Regions from separate parts of the Mus musculus genome. Here all the other regions are linked to region 3. The links are chromatin contacts, called in public HiChIP or PLAC-seq and promoter capture Hi-C maps. All regions are on one chromosome and are shown on one strand. Each heading gives the region's core, a stretch centred on a gene start, on an enhancer-like site or on the middle of the called end of the contact. The rest is flanking DNA. Distances are from core to core; before and after follow the strand shown. Region 1 holds the start of Dennd2c (DENN/MADD domain containing 2C). Region 2 overlaps Lrig2 (leucine-rich repeats and immunoglobulin-like domains 2). Region 3 holds the start of Olfml3 (olfactomedin-like 3).

Region 1 (2,700 bases), core at 51-2,550, 640 kb before region 3:
CACCATTAGGTGTAGCTCCATCCTACCCATGAGAGGGCAGTAGAACACATGCATGTTAATTAACGTTCATCTTGGAATTCAAATCTTCATCCTGCTAAAGAATCTTCGTGGATGCAAACTTCAAAATGTAAATCTTAAAAACGCTGTTTTAGTCCCGAATTTCACCTTGTACAACTATCTGTGATACTTTCCAAACAGACTAGATTAAATGCCACTTGTGTTGGCTCAGGACTATGCTTGCACCCCAGAAGCAGGGGTAGGAGGATAAGAAGTTTGAAAAATAATAAAGAACACACATGTCTACATTTAAAGACATACACATTAGGTAAGGGATCAATGGAGTTTGCAATGTATTCCAAACCATATTTACATTTATTTCCTCACTGGAGTATTTTAAAGGAATTGTCAATACTTCTCCCTCAGGTAGAAAGTAATCCTTTTACTGTCCCCACCTCATGTCCCCACCTCATAGCTTCACAAGGGATTGGGACTTTTTTTTTTTTTTCCAAGTCTTGGTTGAGTTGGCTGGTGACAGTCATCCGCGATGTGTAATTAAACACCTCTCTGTGGCAGTCTTCTATTTTGGTACCTCTGTGTGAACAAGCCAGGGAAGTTTGGTTACCAGACACAAGGTCGGATGGAGTGGGTGGGGTGGAGTGGGGCGGGGCGCGGTGAGGTGGGGCAGTTAGATCGTGCTGGGAAATAGGTTCCACTCATCCCAGTCTCGCAGAGTGAAACTGGGCTATTCTTGCAGCAGGCACAGAGCCATGTGCATACCTGAGCAAGATCGTGTGGTAGGGAGAATTTAAGCGTGAGTCTCAAGTGGGTGTGGCAACCCAGTCGGCACCCGGACTAGGCACCAAAGGCATCCGGCTTGTGATTCCAAACCCGGGGCCAGGTGCGTTATTGGCATCTCTTTACTAGCTGGCATTCCCGATGAATGTTTGCTCCCTGAGCTGCTTTGGGGTTTTCTTAAAGAAGTTGCTGTTTGGCTCCTCTGGTTCTACTAGGCTCTGCCTTGCTGTAAAGGTCTGTCTCGTGTAGTCGCACAGACCGTAGATCCGGAGATAGAGCTTTGGCTCCAGGCCTGGGCAGGGGCTGCACCGTGGAACCAGCGCGGTGCAGCGCACACTGGTACCCCAGCGCTGGGGGCGGAGAGACCGCCTGGCGTGGGTTCCGAGCCTTGAGGAGAGCCCTGGAAGGACAGAGCCTTACTGGGTGAGCTCGGGGGCGTGCCCAGGCAAAAGAGGGCGTGTCTTAGCCTGGAGGGCGGGGACTGCGGAACCTGTGGGGGCGGGACGAAGATGTGGGCGCTGGATCCCAGAGGCCACCGACGCGAGTCTGGGATCCCTGCGCGAGGCGGCGTCGCGGCCCAGGCAGGTAGGCGACGGGATGCAGCGAGGGAGTGGGGCCATGGGGCCTCTGCCGCTCAGCTGTTGGCGTCGCCCCATGGCGTCCCGTGTGTTCGTGGTCAGCCGAGAGCTGGGTACCTCGGGCCAGGGGAAGGCGGGTGTCAGCCTGCGAGCCGCGGGCGCGGTCGGGGGTGCAGGGCCGGGGAGCCCAGGCGCTCGCCGCCGCGAGGAAACGCGCCTATCAGGCGGTCTTGAACTTGGACGTGCCCGGACGGAGCACTTCAGACAAGCGGTAAAGCGTGTGTTCGCGCGCTTTGCTTCGGAACTACGGGGCAGGCACGATAGAGGAAGTCGTCAAGTAGTTTTTTAAGATAAAATTCCTACAGTGGGACTGGAGTAGGACTGTGGAGTAACCAGGAGAGAAGATGATGATTAGATTGTGAGTCAAAAGGCTTCGCTCTGGAGCTCAGAGCCGCAAACAAACCGTCACACCTCCGTCAGGGTTAACTCTAAGAGGTGTGTGTCCCCGGAGTGCAAAACTGGGACGCTCATGGGTTCTCATGTTCTGAGAGGAATGACAGTGTTCTACAAATGTCAGGCATTGTTGTTTGATACACACACACATGCACCCCGGAGCATGTGTAGTTTGTAAAACTACTAAGTGCCTAGTACAGTAGGCACCCTGGTAAACCTTTATCCCAAAGCTACTACTGATTCGCCTGTATTGTTAGAGAAAGTTCTAACTTCTGTTTACTATGTAAATAAGTTATCTAAGCGTCATTTCCACATAATCACCATTGTTTGAAGAGCAGAGCTATTCTTAACTGAGTCATGACATTTTCTAAAATAGCATGCTATCTGTATACCGTAGTGCAATCATTTACCATGAAGCTTGTACCAATCAGAAAATCTGTTACTTTGCCTTAGATTAGCTGAAGGTATTTCATAAAGTGAGCTGAGAGTACTGCCTCAAAACAAGACTTTTATTTTGCAAATTCAGGGGCTGCTTATAAAAAGATCTGAGTTCTCTAAAACAAAGTTAATGTGTGGCTGTGGCATTTGTACAGTTTTTATTATAGACATTTGTGTTCTCTACTTGTGTGTGTGTGTGTGTGTGTGTGTGTGTGTGTGTGTGTGTGTGTATTTTAGGGAGAGATGGGAAATTTAAAAAGGAATAGCAGTCTGTAACCATGAGGTTTCTACTAGGGATACGTAAGAGTGATCTGGAGTATTTTCAAAGACAGAAACCAGCAACTGTAGTAATTGTGTCTCAAGGCCTCTTGTTAGTCTGTTAAATGTGGCAATTGACTTTTTTTAGATGCAGAAATATCAGTGTTTTTGATTGAGA
Region 2 (2,700 bases), core at 32-2,531, 720 kb after region 3:
GGTCAGAAGAGGGCATTAGATCTTTAGTTATAAATGGTTGTGAGCCAGGTACTGGGAATTGAATTTGGGTTCAGGTGTAGTCAAAGCATTGAGAAGAGAGGCAGATGATACAGGCTGGCTCATGTGTGCACACACGTAGGGAAGCTATATTTTAGGAAAAGCTAGTCTAACATTCTGGAAACAAAATCTCACAAATGAAAGCATAATTCACCTAGAATATAAGCTAGGGCAAGATTTCTTAAAATTTAATATGCATGTGAGGGCTGAGGATATGGCTCAGTAGATAAGAGGGCTTGTTGTGAAAGCAGGAAGACCTGAGCTCTAATTCCCAACACTCACATAAAGCCAGGCATAGTCATGTATGACACTAACTCCAGCACTGAGGAGCACTGACAAGAGAATCTCAGAAGCTTGCTAGCCAGTCAGTCCAGCTGAGACAGCAGCCTTCAGGGTTAGGAAATGACTCTGTCTCAACAAACAGGGTGAAAAGCAATAGAGAATGACGCTAGACTTCCTCCTTCAGTCTCCCCATGCATGTGTCTGCATGCACACGAATGCTCCTGCAAGCACATGCATCCATACAAAACTCACATATAAAACAAACCCAAAATTTAATATAAACCACAAGCCACATGGCCATAATCCTAGCGTTTGCCTGATATCTCAGCACTTGGAAGGCTAAGGTAGGGGTTACTGTTGAATTTGAGCATGACACTGTCAACAACAACAAAAAACCAAAGCATATAAATAATCCTTGGATCTTAATATGTGGATTCAGATTCACTAGGTCTAGGGTAGGAGCACAGCTGCACGTCTAACAAGTTCTAAGGTCAAGCTAACAAACCCTACACACACTGAGCAGAATTAATTAGAGTATCCTAGGCTTAGAATGGACAATGCACCAAGGCATTTTCATTTAAGTGACGATGACTCCTTACTTAAAACCAGACTCAAAATGAAGACATCCCACAGGTTACAAGACGTATTGTACCTTAGTTCTTCATGACACTGAATGTAAAGCTGAGCGACTACCTTCAGTGACAGTGCTCTTTTCTAACCTATTCCTCTTGAACAATCTTTAGAACTGGTCTCTTACAGAGCACATTCTCAGTTTCATGCTGCCAGATCCACCCCTGGGCACAGCCCTATACTTCCCTTCTTCTGTGACCCTGTAACTTTCGCCCTGTCCATTCCCCAGTGTTTGTCCTCTGAGTGGACGGGACAGCTGATGAACAGCTTGAGAACAGTTCCTATCACAGTCCAGAAAGAGCTCGACTCGGTGATATGCTCAGAGTGTTCGCTTGACAGTAGAGCAACCAAACAAAACAGCTTGGGTTTCTTATGCTCTATTTTTAGCACTTCAAACCTCTATTGTTTAAATGAAGATGGGAGAAGATGTAAAGACCTCTAGTTGACACTAGTTAATGGCAATTATTCTAGTATACTAATTTGTTTCCTGTTACATGCCATGCTACTGATATAACAGAAGGGCAGATCAGGTGAAATTGAAACCAAAAGCTCAAAACAGAACAAAAGCACCCATTACCACTGCTCCTCTGTGAGAAGGGAAGGTTCTCAGTCATCCTCTCATGGTTGGTGGGAAAGGCAGCCGGCTCTCTCTCTGCTGATGGTATCAGACTCTCCAGATTAGCAGCATCTTGGGGAGGATGTGACAAAAACGTCTCCTTGGGCATCTGGACCATGAGGCTGGAGAGTGCCTGATCTAACACATCCTCCTCAGCAATATAGGTATATGGACAGTACTCTCTGGTCCTCGAGTAGATGTTGGCATTGTCGTAACAATCTGAACAGATCACCCGGGTACCAGCGCCACCTAGTAACAACAAGGAAGGGCCCAGATGATTTTCTGATAAGGAAGAGTTTGGGACTAATCAACTTTCTTCAACAGTTCTAACAATTACTGCACACCTTCTTTACAAACCAGGTGAGAGTCCAAGGTCTGTCTGTGAATGAGCTCACTCACTCCTCACAACACCCCTATGAAGAAGATTTTATTTTCATCTCCACTTTACAGGTAAAGTTATGGCAGGAGAAAGAGCTGAGACATAAAACTAAACACTCTGGCTTCAGAGCCTATACTCTTGAATTCTAACGTTAAATCTCTGTCTAAGTTGGAGAGACTAAATTTCAACCAAGGGATCCAAGACAGGCCTAGACCTCTGAGACACGTGTGTGGCTTGAGCAAACAAAAGCAAAACAGGCATTGCTATGAATTGAGAGCCCATGTTACTTTTATGAGACAAGAAGTTAAGTGAGGTAGCTGTTCAAACTATCCCTAGTCAAACCCTCTCTCCTGTGCCTGTCACTTTCTATAGAAGTGAGGGTGTGAAGAGACAATGTCCCAGTCACCCTATCAGGGGACATTTTATAGCCCTTTTAAGTTTGCCATTGCAGTCTGAAAGTCATTTTGCCCTTTAAACTTTACTAAGTATCTACCTGTCAGCAGGAGAACCAAATGCCTTTGGATGTTATCTGAAGGATGCTCATCTCTAAAGGAATGAGAAAGGCTTGAAATGAGTTTCTAGACCATCTCTTCTGGTCATGAGAGAGACCCAGGAGCCTCAGTTTTGTCCTTCATCCCTGTTTAAGGGTAATGTGTTTCTTTCTGTAAGACAGCCTTCTCTGGTTAAGACTTTATAGACAATTTTCATTCTATTTTGCACAAAGTTAAATGAATGA
Region 3 (2,700 bases), core at 103-2,602:
CTGTGTAGCTACAGTCTGGTGGGGAAGAGGAGAAAGCACAGGAGAAGGAAACAGAGGCCAAGAGTTAGATGTGTATAACAGGAACTTCCCCCAGAGTGGGCCACCTGGGGAACAGAGACACACTTTTCCGTGCATGTGTCCACTCACGGAGGGTTGAGAGATGGAGTACCGATAAAGGACAGGCCTCTAGAAACTCTCAATGAATGTGTCATTCTGAAAGATAGAGCTATGGTGGCTTGGGACAAGAAGAAAAGCAGGAAAGGGGAGTTCTGAAACTGTCTGGACCTCTGTGAGATCACTTACCCGTCACCATATCGTATTTCTCATTTCTTCGGCCCTTGCCTTTGGCTCCAGGACCTCCAGTCACCTTCTCATCCAGCTCTACACAGGGCAAAGCTGGGTTCTGTGTCTCCAGATAGTCTACCTCCCTTTCAAGACGGTCCACTCTTCCTGAGATGGAGTCTGCTTCAGTTCTGAGGGTCTCCCGCTCCTTCTCTGCCACCTCCAGGAGAGGCAACATCTTGTTTTTGAAGTCCCGAAGCTCGGCAGCATGCCGACTACTCTGATCCTGGCATTGGGCCAGCCGTTCCTGAAGGGATCGGGGAGTCAGGAAGGGTGGGTTGCAGGTTTATAGCTCCCAGACAAGCAGAGGCCCAGCCAGGGAGTCAGGGCCAGGAAAGGGACCAGCTCAGCCATGCTCCCACAGCAGAGGAGACTAGTCAGTGGTACCATCCCATCCGAGGAACCTGGCTTAATTTGCCTGAATAAGAGTCCTTCACCTTGCGTTCTCAGTGATCTGAGCCTCCAGGAAATTAGGATGCTACAGACTTCAAATTGTCCAAAAGGGAGTAGATGTGGGGTGCGGGGAAGAAACGGACAGGAAGTTGCAGGCAGATTGCCTGGGAAACTTGAACAGTATAGCAGCATAGATGCAGCCCGATTCTGACTCTCATTTCCCCTGCCCCCTTATTCCATCTAATCTGAGGGAGCCGTGTTGCGTTTATTTGCTGGGCAATTGTCTTATGTTGGGGAAATAAAAGTCTGTAGTTAAGAGGCTACTCGTCATTAAGGACTTCTTACACAACCCGATCTTGTCACTCCCAGAGCCCTGACAGCTAGTTGCACCTATAGATGTGGACTCATCCTGGGTGAGAAGAGAAACAAGTCCCTCACCTCTAAGGCAGCTAGTCGGCGTTCCATGTACTCCACAAGGTGGTGCTGCTGTCCCTGAAGGGGTCCCGTCCATGACAAAAAGAAGAGGAGCAGCAGAGGAGCACTGGGCCCCATGGCAGCCTTAAGTGGGGCCAGAGGAGTGTGTGCATTCGGCCTCTTTCCCTCCAGCCCGTTAGCTCTGGGGGCGGGGCGGGGGCGGGGCCTCCTCCTTCCCATCTCTGGTGTCTCTCACTACTCTGGAATGCTTTCAGTCTCTTTACAACCCCCACCCCCTCCTTCCCGCCTGGCCTGATCAAACACAGATGGCCCCTTTGCACAGTCGCCAGAAGCCTTAACTACCAGCAACTTAGACTTGTGAGCTCCTCCGGAAAGGGGAGAGATGGCAATCTGGAGGCAGAGGCCTTCTGAAAAATGAGCAAGTTGCAGGAAGCCGAGACCCCCGGAAAACTCAGCAAACTCCATTCGTTTTAGGAGAGGGCTTCCAGTGCTGACTCGGTAAGAACCCAGCACCCTTCATTAACCTATCCCTTCTCCAGAAATAACAGAATGGATTTTCTGCCTTGTTCAGTGAAGCCAGAAACACAGGAGATGAGGTTTGAGGGGATGGGGGTTGGGGCAAAGGGAAGTCAACTTTCTATAGCTCATTGGCGCCACCTTGTGCTGAGCATTCTGGGGCCATCTCCCATGGCAAAGAAATCAGGCGAGGACTTCACCGTGTGGAGAATCTCAACCTAAGCAAGCCAAATCACAGGGCTCCCTATGGAGTACCAAATCTCTGATTTAGCCCAAGGAAAGGAATAGAAACAAAACTGGAGGTTGTTGAGAAATGGGAGGTGGGGTTTTTTGTTTTTGTTTTAAGCTAGCTGACTTAAATATCCTTGACATGACTTTCCAGGTATTTCCCAAATAGGAGGGTGCAGCAAGGACATGCTAGTTTACATTCATGGATTTAGGGGAGAAACCTGAAAAAAAAAATATGTACAACATAGTCTAAAGGAAAACAAATATATTCTGACCTTCCTATCACTGGGAGAGAACAGACTATTGATCGCCTTTCTTGGTTATGGTTCAGTAGGGCATTTGTAAGTATCTCTCATTTCTTTAAAATTAAGTAAAAAAAAATTTGGTTTTTCAGTTACATATGCTTTTATGTGTCTGTATACAGGTATCTGCATGGGATACAGGTATCCGTGGGGACCAGACGAGGACGTCAGATCTTCCAGAGCTGAATTTTAGGAGATTGTGCGCTGCCTATTGTTCCTGAGCACTGAGCCCCTCTCCTCTGAAAGAACAGTACACTCAACTACTAAGCCTTCTCTCCAGCCCATGTTCCTCCTTTCTATCCAGCTAAAGCTACAGGGGAGCTAGGCAGGAACATACATCAGAAGAAGTCAAATATGCAGCATTTACAAAGGGGCCTGCAGTGATTAATCTAGACAAATTCCAGTTTCTTTTCAGGAGAAAATTTTGTTCACTTTGGAATCAAGAGAAATTGGATCAGAGGTTCTTCTTGTTTTTAAGAGTTCA

The links. Promoter capture Hi-C pulls out the DNA fragments that hold promoters and counts their contacts. HiChIP or PLAC-seq counts read pairs in DNA pulled down with a chosen protein or histone mark.
Region 1: a promoter capture Hi-C map of second pharyngeal arch cranial neural crest shows a contact between it and region 3, with 6 times the contacts expected there. The contact joins the promoter of Dennd2c here to the promoter of Olfml3 in region 3. A contact is called at or near these places in 7 of 39 promoter capture datasets (the 3T3-L1 cell line, cranial neural crest, hippocampal neurons and 3 more) and 3 of 115 datasets of contacts at active chromatin or transcription factors (astrocytes, extraembryonic endoderm stem cells and kidney).
Region 2: a contact with region 3 is called in an H3K27ac HiChIP or PLAC-seq map of microglia, with 4 times the contacts expected there. The contact joins the enhancer-like site here to the promoter of Olfml3 in region 3. A contact is called at or near these places in 7 of 39 promoter capture datasets (the 3T3-L1 cell line, HPC-7-derived erythroid cells, embryonic stem cells and 3 more), 3 of 115 datasets of contacts at active chromatin or transcription factors (large pre-B cells, microglia and trophoblast stem cells) and 2 of 9 other capture datasets (adipose tissue and liver).

What each region holds. Positions count from the first base shown.
Region 1 is chr3:103,101,359-103,104,058 of GRCm38.p6, forward strand. It overlaps Dennd2c (DENN/MADD domain containing 2C), which reads left to right and starts at 1,301. Exons shown (of 19, transcript NM_001384113.1): 1 at 1,301-1,380.
Region 2 is chr3:104,459,855-104,462,554 of GRCm38.p6, forward strand. Lrig2 (leucine-rich repeats and immunoglobulin-like domains 2) reads right to left here. Exons shown (of 18, transcript NM_001025067.2): 17 at 1,547-1,834. Among named protein-coding and RNA genes, the nearest start is that of Lrig2, 51 kb to the right of the region's middle. Within about 2 kb of position 1,282, at least 17 of the 459 cell types and tissues checked have an H3K27ac peak or open chromatin away from gene starts, as enhancers often do. A contact at or near this core is called in microglia, where this site is marked.
Region 3 is chr3:103,736,649-103,739,348 of GRCm38.p6, forward strand. It overlaps Olfml3 (olfactomedin-like 3), which reads right to left and starts at 1,353. Exons shown (of 3, transcript NM_133859.2): 1 at 1,174-1,353; 2 at 304-589; 3 at 1-15. The coding sequence starts at 1,287.